Linked DNA regions of Zea mays: all the other regions are linked to region 1. The links are chromatin contacts, called in public Hi-C maps. All regions are on one chromosome and are shown on one strand. Each heading gives the region's core, a stretch centred on a gene start, on an enhancer-like site or on the middle of the called end of the contact. The rest is flanking DNA. Distances are from core to core; before and after follow the strand shown.

What was found. Hi-C and Micro-C count contacts between places; a contact is called where the count stands out from the background.
Region 2: a contact with region 1 is called in a Hi-C map of ear, with 4 times the contacts expected there. The contact joins the promoter of LOC103649865 here to the promoter of LOC100191481 in region 1. A contact is called at or near these places in 3 of 25 Hi-C or Micro-C datasets (ear, endosperm and tassel).
Region 3: a contact with region 1 is called in a Hi-C map of bundle sheath, with 1.5 times the contacts expected there. The contact joins the promoter of LOC100284602 here to the promoter of LOC100191481 in region 1. A contact is called at or near these places in 2 of 25 Hi-C or Micro-C datasets (bundle sheath and ear).

What each region holds. Positions count from the first base shown.
Region 1 is chr3:25,962,350-25,965,856 of Zm-B73-REFERENCE-NAM-5.0, reverse strand. LOC100191481 reads right to left here and starts at 1,258. Exons shown (of 6, transcript NM_001136913.1): 1 at 882-1,258; 2 at 698-787; 3 at 428-544; 4 at 1-151. The coding sequence starts at 1,068.
Region 2 is chr3:25,303,938-25,307,311 of Zm-B73-REFERENCE-NAM-5.0, reverse strand. It overlaps LOC103649865 (beta-glucuronosyltransferase GlcAT14A), which reads left to right and starts at 1,643. Exons shown (of 4, transcript XM_008675564.4): 1 at 1,643-2,471. The coding sequence starts at 1,970.
Region 3 is chr3:25,195,376-25,198,677 of Zm-B73-REFERENCE-NAM-5.0, reverse strand. LOC100284602 (ubiquitin-protein ligase/ zinc ion binding protein) reads left to right here and starts at 1,418. Exons shown (of 2, transcript NM_001157497.2): 1 at 1,418-1,804; 2 at 1,894-2,811. The coding sequence starts at 1,619. The coding sequence ends at 2,565.

The DNA.
Region 1 (3,507 bases), core at 9-2,508:
AGCAGGGCGGCAGCGGGGGCGTCATCGTCGTGCTCGTGCCTGGCAGGAACCGCCTCACTCCTGGCGCCCGCCGCGGAAGATGCACCACCGCTGTCCCCCACAAAGGTCTCGTCTCTCCTCGTGTCCTCCAGCGGCGCATTGCTGCCGGAATCTGGTGATGACAGGGAAAAGAAAAAAAAAGCGATTGATTATAGAGTGGGGGAAAGGGAAGCGGAGGAAAAAACCGGCCGGTCCTTTTATCTGATTTTTGGGGCTGGCTTTGCGTGCAGCGGTGCAGGACGTTGGGAGTACGGCGGGCGGGGGCACACGAGTCCGGCCGCGGCGGCCAGCTTGACGCCTCCATGGAAGGGAAGGGCAAGCACGGACGGCCACTCAATCTCGAAAAAACAACAGGCGATGCCTTGCCGGTGACGGAAGCGCGGTGTACCTGTCCCCGACGACGAGGATGCCTTGCCGTCGTCCTTCTCCAGCACCTCGTCGGCCCTGCTCCCCTCCTCCTCCTCGGACCTGGACAGCGCGTCGTCCGGGTCTTGCTTGCCCAAATCTGTAACGGGGACAGCAAGGTCGTCAGGCAGGCCAGGCCGTGGATTGGTACAGTACAGTAACCGTGTTAGTTGTTAGTGATGACTGATGAGGGGGATCAGTTAAGGTGAGTAGGCATGTCGCCCTGTACTTGGAGAAGATCCTCCTCACTCACCTAATCGCTGCTTGGAGTCGGAGGTGTCGGCGTTGGCGGCGCCCACTAGCGGGCCGATCCCAGCCGCATTGCCGGAGACGGGGCTGACTGCTGGAGCGAACAAACAGACACATCCGGAGAGTCAGCACTCAGGCACGGCCGCACGGGACGGGATGGATGGCGTCGAACTTGGCGGTGGGCTTACTCATGGCGACGTGGATGGCGTCGAACTTGGCGGTGGAGAAGTAGGCGCAGGTGACGAGCAGGAAGCCCGCGACGAGGGCGAGGCCGAACTTGCGGGGCTCCACGCGGCTGAAGCTCTTCACCAGCTTGCCGTCCTGGTGGGCGGGGTAGCTGTACGGCAGCTTCCCGCCGCCGGCGTCCATCCCCATGCCTCGCGGGGTAGCTGTGCGGCAGCTTCACGCTGACGCCCGCGGGCGAGGCGGTGCGCAGTAATACTTGCTTGCGCTCTCTCGTGAGCTGCTGGGGAGGGAGGCTGGTTTGGTTCTGGGGGCGGGGCCGGGGCGAGGATGGATGAGGAAGAGAGAGGAGTGGCAAGCAGCCCCGGCGGGCAGGGCGTGGCGTCCGTCCGTTTCGTCCGTCTCTCCTCCCCTCGCCACCTCCATTTATTCCTCTCCATAACTCCATCTGTCACGCCCCGCCCTGTTGACAGTAGACTGTCATTAGTATTTTACATTTTTTAACTTCTTGTGTTTTGGGGGAACACAATTTTCCTGCCCCGCCAATAAAGAATGCAGCTGGAGCTTCCCAAGCAAACAAACAAAAAAACTAGTATAATTAAAAACAGAGATGGCTGACCAGCGGTCACCGGCAGGTGTAAATAACGTGCGGGAGGGAGAAACGGGTCCGTCCGTGTATTATTGATATTGAGGAGGGTTCGACACGAGTAGCCCGCCGCGGGATGCGAGATCGGGAATCTCTCTTGCTCGCTCGGATCGTTGCCTGGTATACGTACTCCGCTGTCAAGCAAGCAGTGGCACATGGCACTTCACTGAGAATCTCATCTCCTTGCTGCAGGATCAGGAAAGGGAAATCGTCAGGGTATCCTGGCCGCCTGACTCAGCGACCCCTGAGGCCCTGAGCAGAAGGCAAAAGCGTGGACGAGCAAGCGAGCGTGCGTGCTCTCGACCGTCGAGCTAACTCGGAAGTCCGACGAACCGCGTGACACTCGTGTCCACCCCGGTGGAACTTGTCTGCGGCGCCGGCGCAGAGCGAGAACGTGTCCCGCACGAGCAGCGCTGGACCTTTTGGGTAATCGGTGCCCGGTGCCCCTGTGCCGGCGCACAGAGAGTCAGAGACCGGACGAGGACTTCGTGGGGGGTGACGATGGCGAAGCTGAAAGAGAGGAGAGCTGCTGGGCTGGCCTCAGCCCTCAGGCGGCTCAGCTCAAAAGCCGCCGGCCCGCCGCTGCTTCTTTTCCGTGCTTTGTGCGTCTGCTTCCGTCTCCAATCGCGTGCTCCTGTTCCACGATTTGGTTTTTTTTTTGGCGGGGTCCGGTCCGTCGCGCGCGAGTTGCGCCGGCCGCCGGCTGACTGAAGAGCAGCACGGCGAAAGCGACGCGCGCGGCCTTTCTGTTTTGCAGGTTGGGGAGAATTTTTTTGCCAACATCCACACGTCTACTCGTGGTGACTGTAATTGTGTACGGACTCGTGCGGTGATAGCTGGATTAGTACTCTGAGGCTCGGCAGTAACGACGCTCGATTCAGTAGCAATAGCAAGCACTGGAGTCGAGACTCGATAGTAGTAGGAGTAGGTGGGTTCCTCTTTTCTTTCGGGCAGTATATTTATTATTCATAATAGTAACTCTCTTGTTTGTTTGTATGTTTGTTTTTTTCGGTCACGGTTAGCTGTTGCTCTCCGGCAATCGTGCCCCTCTTCCTCCCTCCTGGTTCGTGCGCGCCAAGCAGTCGGTGCGCGCCTGGTTCGTGCGCGCCGGCTCGCACCGAAGCTTTTGCCGGCCCAATTCTGAAACTTCCAAACTGCCGAGATGCGTAGCAGGACGTGTATGCTATTATACGGCAGGAGTGTATATGCATTGATGGTACAGGGAAATGCAGAAGTTACATTACAGCAGGACGTGTGCATACACTACTGTAGCTGTTCACATATGTCCTTTTCGCCGATCAATAATACAACCGGCTTCCGTTCCGGCGTATGGCAGTCAAATTATACCCGCGCCGGCCACAAGCGGCAAAGCTAGAGTAAAATAAAATAAGGATGTATATGCATTGATGGTACATAATAATAAAATTATAGGTAGGGTATATATAATAAAAATTTAGTCTACATTACTAGTTTTATAAATTTCCAGGGGTGCATCTAGGGATGGCAACGGGGAATTCCTCGTCGGGTTTTAGCTCCCCAAACTCGTCTCCGCGACAAAAAAATTTCCCCGCGGGGATCCCCACGAACGCTTGCGGGGGACATTTCTTCCCCATCCTGTTCCCCGCGGGGATAAATCCCCGTCGAGGATCCCCATCCCCGCTTAAATTATAAATAAATCGTACTTCATTTGTTATTAATGTAAAATATTGTCACTTATACACATTGTTAGATGTAAAATTCATTATGTGCACATTAAAATCAATGTATTTGTACAACGGGTGATCTCTTGACAAGATAATTCTTTACTTTTATTATTAACTATTACATAAAAACATTGTCACAGGTAAGTTTAACGGGTCCCCGCGGGGAACGGGGATGGAAAATGCTTCCCCATCCCCATCCCCGTTTACCCATCGGGGGAGAAGTTTTCCCCATTTACATCCCCGTTGGGAAGAAACTTCCTCATCTCATCCCCTAATAGAGGA
Region 2 (3,374 bases), core at 394-2,893, 660 kb after region 1:
TACACATGGCAAACGGGACGAAGAGGGTTTCGTGCGCGCGGCTGCGGCGAGTTGGGAAGAGGTGATGCCGTGGCGGCGGTGTAGCGACTCACCGCTTCCCCGCGCTTGTTCTCCAGCGCGCAGGTGATGCGGACGCCGATTTCGGGTCGGGAAGGCGGCGGAGAGCGACGCGGTCACGCGGAGTGGCAGGCGGGAGCAGGGGCGAAAGCGTACTTCAATTATGTCATGTCTGTCATTGTATTTACAGCAAAAGGGCTAGGCTTCCGCTTAGGCTATCTCCAGCAACGTCCCCTAAATTTCATTGTTTAAAGGAATATTCTCTGTACTTTACAGCACTCTCTAAATGATTCCGTACTCTATATTTTCTCCATCTCCAACAACATCCCCTAAATTCGATCCTCTATATCTTATATACTCTCTAATGTATCAACTTAATTAATATAATTTATTGTTCGGGGCCAGCTTGTCTGACAATGTTGCGTGTCTTCAGAAGGAAGACAAGCGAGCGCTAGTGGGAGTGTGGGACCACCTCGGCATGGCATGGAGAGAGAACTAGCGTTTAGCGGATGCCAGAGAGCCGCTACCTTTGGGGTGTGCAAGTACGTCCTCTAAATTTACCGGAAGATTTAGCGCTCCTTGTTGGACGGAGAGAGGAGATAGTCATCCGCTAAATTTAGCGGACAGAACCATTTAGGGGTCCTTGTTGGACACAGCCTTATAATACGGTATCTACTCCGCTTGAATTGTATTTACAAGGCAACACACATGCGACGACGGCAACAGGGTACGTTGTCCCGGATTCTATGCCTGCTTTCTTCCAAGTTCCAAGCTCCCGTAGTCCCGTCCTCATCATATAATAATCTCCAAAGATGGAACCAGAGGGTGGCGCAGCAGAAGCAACAAGCCCAAAAGCAGATAGCGGCCAAAGCAACCAGCGGAAGCTTCTTATGTAGTGTTTGGTTGAATAGCTAAGTAGAACGGAGCCGTTCTGTCACAGTTTTGTTGCTGTTTGGTTACAAAATAACTAGAACGAAATGACTCCAATTAGGGAATATTCTCCTCAGATCTGGAACCATTCCGCTCCAAAAAATCAACCGGACGGAGCCGCTCCGTTCCCATCCCGCTCTCACAGTCACGCTCCGTTCCGTTCACTCTGCAACCAAACAAAAAACAGAGCCGCTCCGTTCCAAATCACCAAACACAGAACAGAGCGGCTCCGTTCCTAGAATCAGGGATGGAACGGCTCCATTCTAGTTGGCTCCTCAACCAAACACTACCTTAATTATGGCTAGGCTTCTTAATTAAGTGCCCATCAAATCAAGCTGCCAACGCAGGCAGCGACTCTCCAGAAGCGTATCCGGGCCCCACCAGGTGGAATCAACGTTCACCCTGCCGTGACGCCTTCTCCCCAGCTACCCCGCCGCCCTGCCTACCCCATTCACCGCACCTCCATGGCCCACGCGTCAGTAGTCCTGTGACTTGGTGGCTGGGTGGGCAGGTGAGCGTGAGTCCGTGAGAAGGAAGCATTCCCCCGTTCGCTCGTCCCAGGTCCCATCCGATAACTTTACCGTGTGTACTGTGATTGTCGCTCTGACCCGCGGGACCCGTGCTGAAGCCTCCCAGGACCCTCGCGGCACGGTGGGACATAGCGACAGGCGCCTCACGCTCCTCCCCCCTCTCTTCCCCCTGCCACTGCCAGGCAAGAGAGAAGAAACGCACGCGAGCCGCGAGCAGAATACAGCAGCACGGGCGCCAGCGCCATCCTGATCTCGCTATCTCCCTTCTCCCCCGATGCGATCTCGCCAAACCCTAATCCCGCCGCCCGCCGCGCGGCCGTCGCAGGAGCCCTAGCCCCGAATGTGGCGGTGACGCGCGCGGCGTGTCACCACCACCACCAACTCAGCGAGCGTGCGCGCCCGCCACGCCACGCCACGCCACCGCCCGTCGTGCCGGCCGACACCGAGCAGCCATGGGCGCCGCCGACAAGTGGCTGCTCCCGCTCGTCTCCGTCTCCGTCGTCTCGCTCCTGCTCTTCCTCTCCGCGCTCTCGGGCTTCTCCGCCTCCTCCGCGCTCTTCGCGCGCCTCCCGCCGCCCTCCTACGTGCGCCGGGGCGCCGCCGCGCCGCCCTCCTTCGCCTACCTGCTCGCGGGCGGCCGAGGGGACGGCAGGAAGCTCCTGCGGCTGCTCCTCGCCGTCTACCACCCCAGGAACCGCTACCTGCTCCACCTCTCCGCCGACGCGCCGGATTCCGAGCGCGCCGAGCTCGCCGCGGCCGCCGCGCGCGCCGCTCCCGCCGCGCGCGCCTTCGGGAACGTTGATGTCGTGGGCAGGCCCACCGCGGGCACCCCAATGGGCTCCTCCGGCCTTGCCGCCACGCTCCGCGCCGCCGCCGCGATGCTCCGGCTCGATGCGGAGTGGGACTGGTTCATCACGCTTAGCGCCGCCGACTACCCGCTTCTCACCCAGGACGGTAAGATTCAAATTCTCGCGCTCCACGCATGGTCTGTTTGAGCAGCTGTTTTGCTTCACAGCCGCACAAACTTGTCCGGATCTAAGATAAATCTGAGTTCATTACTTTGTCGTTATGAATACCAATGAAGCTCGATACTCGAAATTGCCTCTGTGGAACATTTCCATACTTGAATTGGAGGCAGAGCATGCTGTACAAATAGGATCAGGAAATTGCAAGGGGGGCAGTCGTCACTGTTCGCTTGAGGGGTTGCCGTAGCTACGAAAATCAATTTTGTGTTCTTCACAGCATGTTGCTGACTTGTGTTAAGTGGTGTTTAATGTTACCTGTCAAGTTAAATAATTGAATGCATAAATATGCCTGAAAGGACCAAGAGCCCACTACCCCACCAGGATTAGGATGTGGCCTTCTGCTGCCTAATTTTGGAAGAACTTGGTTGTTTGGAATTTTGTTGGACTTTGGTATGATAGCCACCTTAGGTGAAATATAGTGCAACTACTAGATTGGCATGCTGTCTCCTTCATTCTATATGTTGCTACCAGCTCAACCATTCGATGACTAATTCGTGCTCTCATCCTCATATGTGGACTCTAATTGTCAGGAGCAACTATGCAACTTTTGCTGTGGCTTTGTTTGTCATCTAGCTGTGTATACCTGTACGCATAGAGCCATTTATTTTATGTAAACCATCAATATACATGCTGCCTTGCATGCTATATGTTGCCAAATAATGCTGATTAACTAGGACCAGAGAGACCATGCAGCGTTTGTTGCTCTATAGTCATGTTATGTAATTGTTCCTTGAGCTTGTGTAGCATAAAGCAGGACATGTTAAATTGCTTACATTTCTTATCAGCCATATCGTACACTCTGACTGAGTTTGGGGCCTTTTGGTCTTTGAGT
Region 3 (3,302 bases), core at 169-2,668, 770 kb after region 1:
AGATATCTCGGCCTCGACCTAAATAAAATGTCGCATCATATACTAAGTATATCCATAAACGATAAAATATATTGATTCATGGTCTTGCATTATTTAATAAAGATTATCGAATATAGTCTTCAAAATAAATCATGTGCATAAGTGATACATTGCATTATCATCTAAAGAGGCAAATATTAAAGAGATGAATTCTCTCTAGTCTATCCATGATAAAGCGTATACAATATCTCAAAAGATACATATGCTCAAATAATTTTAAAAAAAGTCATACATTGAGTTATTGAAATTCAGCACCATGTCAGACTGACTCCAACAGAGCAGCTAAATAGACAGGGAAAGCTAAAAATAAGCTACTATAGCAGTACAAAACACCTTCTAACAGGGCAGACAAACGAGTGAGGTAAAAAGGATGAAAAGAGAGAGGAAAACCATAATAGCTTGTACTGTGGCTGACAACCATTTCCTTTTTCTGTGTCTGAGAATATGACCTCACTATCTGCTTCATTTATTGGACTATACTATCGCTGCCTTTTTACCTGTACCGTTGACAGCATGTGTCATATGCCTGGACAAGCAAACCAGAGACGCTAGCTAAAGGCTTGAATGACTGCTCGATTTATATGGCCTCTATTGGAGTCGGTCACATGGCTTGAATAAATAACAAGATATTCATAAAAATATGCATCAATTAAAATACTTGTATATTATAGTTCGATCTTTCTCAGGACGAATTTCTGACTTAGTTAAAAAAGTTTGTTTATTGTGTCCCACCTGCTCTTAAATTACGTCTTATGCGTCAGGTGCTCTTAAGTTACGTCTTACGCGTCAGGGCTAGATCGATGTAGAGTGTACGATAACGGCTCGCTACTAATAAAGCCAGATTTCGGAAATTTTGTCGACCGAAACTATATTTTAGAGCTAGTTTAGGAGCCCCAATTTCCCAACGGATTTATATTTTTACAAGAAAAATTAGTTAATTGTCACATAAAAAATTGAAATCCTTTAAAAAATTAAGTTTCTCCGACTAGCCCTTAATATAATTGCCGGAGAAGGCCGAGTTTTTTTTATTTTCCCTGCAGAGAACAGTGAGAGGCTGACAGATGAGTACAGTGATGCGAGAGCAGCTGTAGGTGCCGGGTGAAGTACTACTGTCAGTGCACAGGTGCAGTGCAAGTGTCCAGGTGATGCGACATGCAAGTCCTCTCGGCGGGTAGCTAGCTAGGCCTGCGGTGCGGTGGGAAACGGCTGACGGGCAGGCCTGCGGCCTCCTCGGCTACTTTACTCAGTGGTAGCATTAAATTGCAGTGTTTAAATTTTTTGTCGTCTCCTGGCTTCGCGTATCTTCGTCTTCACTCCCACTATAAATTAACTCCTACGTCGTCTGCTGGCTTCGTCTCTCTTCACCATTTGGCTTCGTCTCTCTTCACCGTTGGTGCCAAGTTCACAAGTATCAGATCTGGTAAACACCTTTCCAAGTTCTTTCTCAAGTATATGTACATTACACACCATGTTCTTTAAAACACACCATGTTCTTTAAAGATGCTAGTTTCTTACTGCTTGATATATATTAGTCGAATAGTCCTCTCTGTTTTTATTTACCTTGCGTTCTAGGTGATAAATGACCGGGAAAAAGACCACGGCCTCCTCTGCCGGCCGCACTCGAAAGAAGGCCAAGGTGGTGTTGGAGGATGAGGAAGAGGCAGGGTTGGAAGATGAGGAAGAGGCGACTGTGACACTATCCGTGGAGAAGGACGCACTGGAGTGTGACATCTGCTGCCTACCCTTCCAGTCCGAAGTTTTTATGGTAAGTCAGATTACAATACATGTATATATACAGTACATATTGATCGGTAGGCTCGCTCCAACATGATGCTCTGCTCTGTGTAAAATCAGTGCAAGAACGGACATTCTGTATGTGCAAAATGCTGCATCCGCACGAACGGTAAGTGCTGGACCTGCTCCGAGCGCATTGGCGACATACGTTGCCGTCCGCTCGAGAAGCTCCTGGCGGCGGCGACCACCTCCTGCATGTTCAAGAGCAACGGCTGCTACGACGTCATCAGCTACCTGGAGAAGGTGACCCACGAGGAGACATGCCAGCGCGCGCCGTACAAGTGCCCCGTCCACGGCTGCGCCTATAGCGGCCTGCGGCTCGGCTACCACGTCGCACAGGACCACGGCCACGACGACGACGGCCTCGCCTCCGTCGTCTTTATCTACGGCAAGGCGGTGGCGACCGTGCGCAAGGACGAGCCGTTCCGCGTCCTGCTGCAGCGCAACACGGAGCGCGTGTTCCTGCTGCTCAACGGCCACGATTTGCTACAGGGGCGCTCGCTGTCCCTGCTCTGCCTTGGCCCGCGCTTCCAGGATGGCGTGGAGGTGGAGCTGAAGTATAAGATGGAGGTGAGCGGCGGTGCGCCGGGAGCGCTCACGCTGTCGGCGTCTGGCACCATACCGTTCGCCCGGCGGCTCGATGGGTTCCAGGCCAAAGGGTTTCTCTTCGTGCCGGATGCATACTGGGGCTCCGCCGGCTCGATTTCCGTCACCGTCAGAATTTACGTCTGACGTCGCCTCGTGCTAGCTGGTGTGGTGTGGATAGGTTGATTCCTACTGGTCAACCGTTCGTTCGTCTCGTTGGTACTTACCCTGGTTCAGTGGTTGTTTATGCACTCTACGTGCTGATGCTAGTACTTTTGTTAATCGCAACAACGTATGCTAGTACTTTTGTTAATCGCAACAACGTATTTCCTGTCGTTTTACATTCTATGTTATTCCCTGGGACCTACTAATGCTAAAACGTACAGTTGCCTGAATTTTAGATTTCTTTCAAGTGCTTTAGTTTGTTGTGGTTTATACAAGTACTGGTCAGATGCATGAATTGTCACGGTTTCTAAACATTAATAATTAGACTTTGATTTAGTAAAACATTAGAATACATGTGTTTTATTGGTTAGATGCTCTTGAATGTAGAGCTGAGAATCAAAGTTCGAACCTTCAATTTTACCTTATTTTTCATCAATCAGAAGGGGAAACGTGGGAACAGGTGCTTTTATATAGCACTAGTCAGATCAAGGTTTAAAATAGTTGGCTATGTAAAATAGTGGTATCATTCTTTTCGAGGCTCACTATAGCAAATAGCAGATTTATAAAAAAAAATATGTATAACTTATGCAAAAAAATACTAAAGTCAAGATATTTGACTATGACCAATATGTTTGTAATGCTCTAGGATACTACGGACATTATAGTATATATGATTCATGAAATTCAAGTGTTTAGCACTTCAATAACATTGTTAGTCA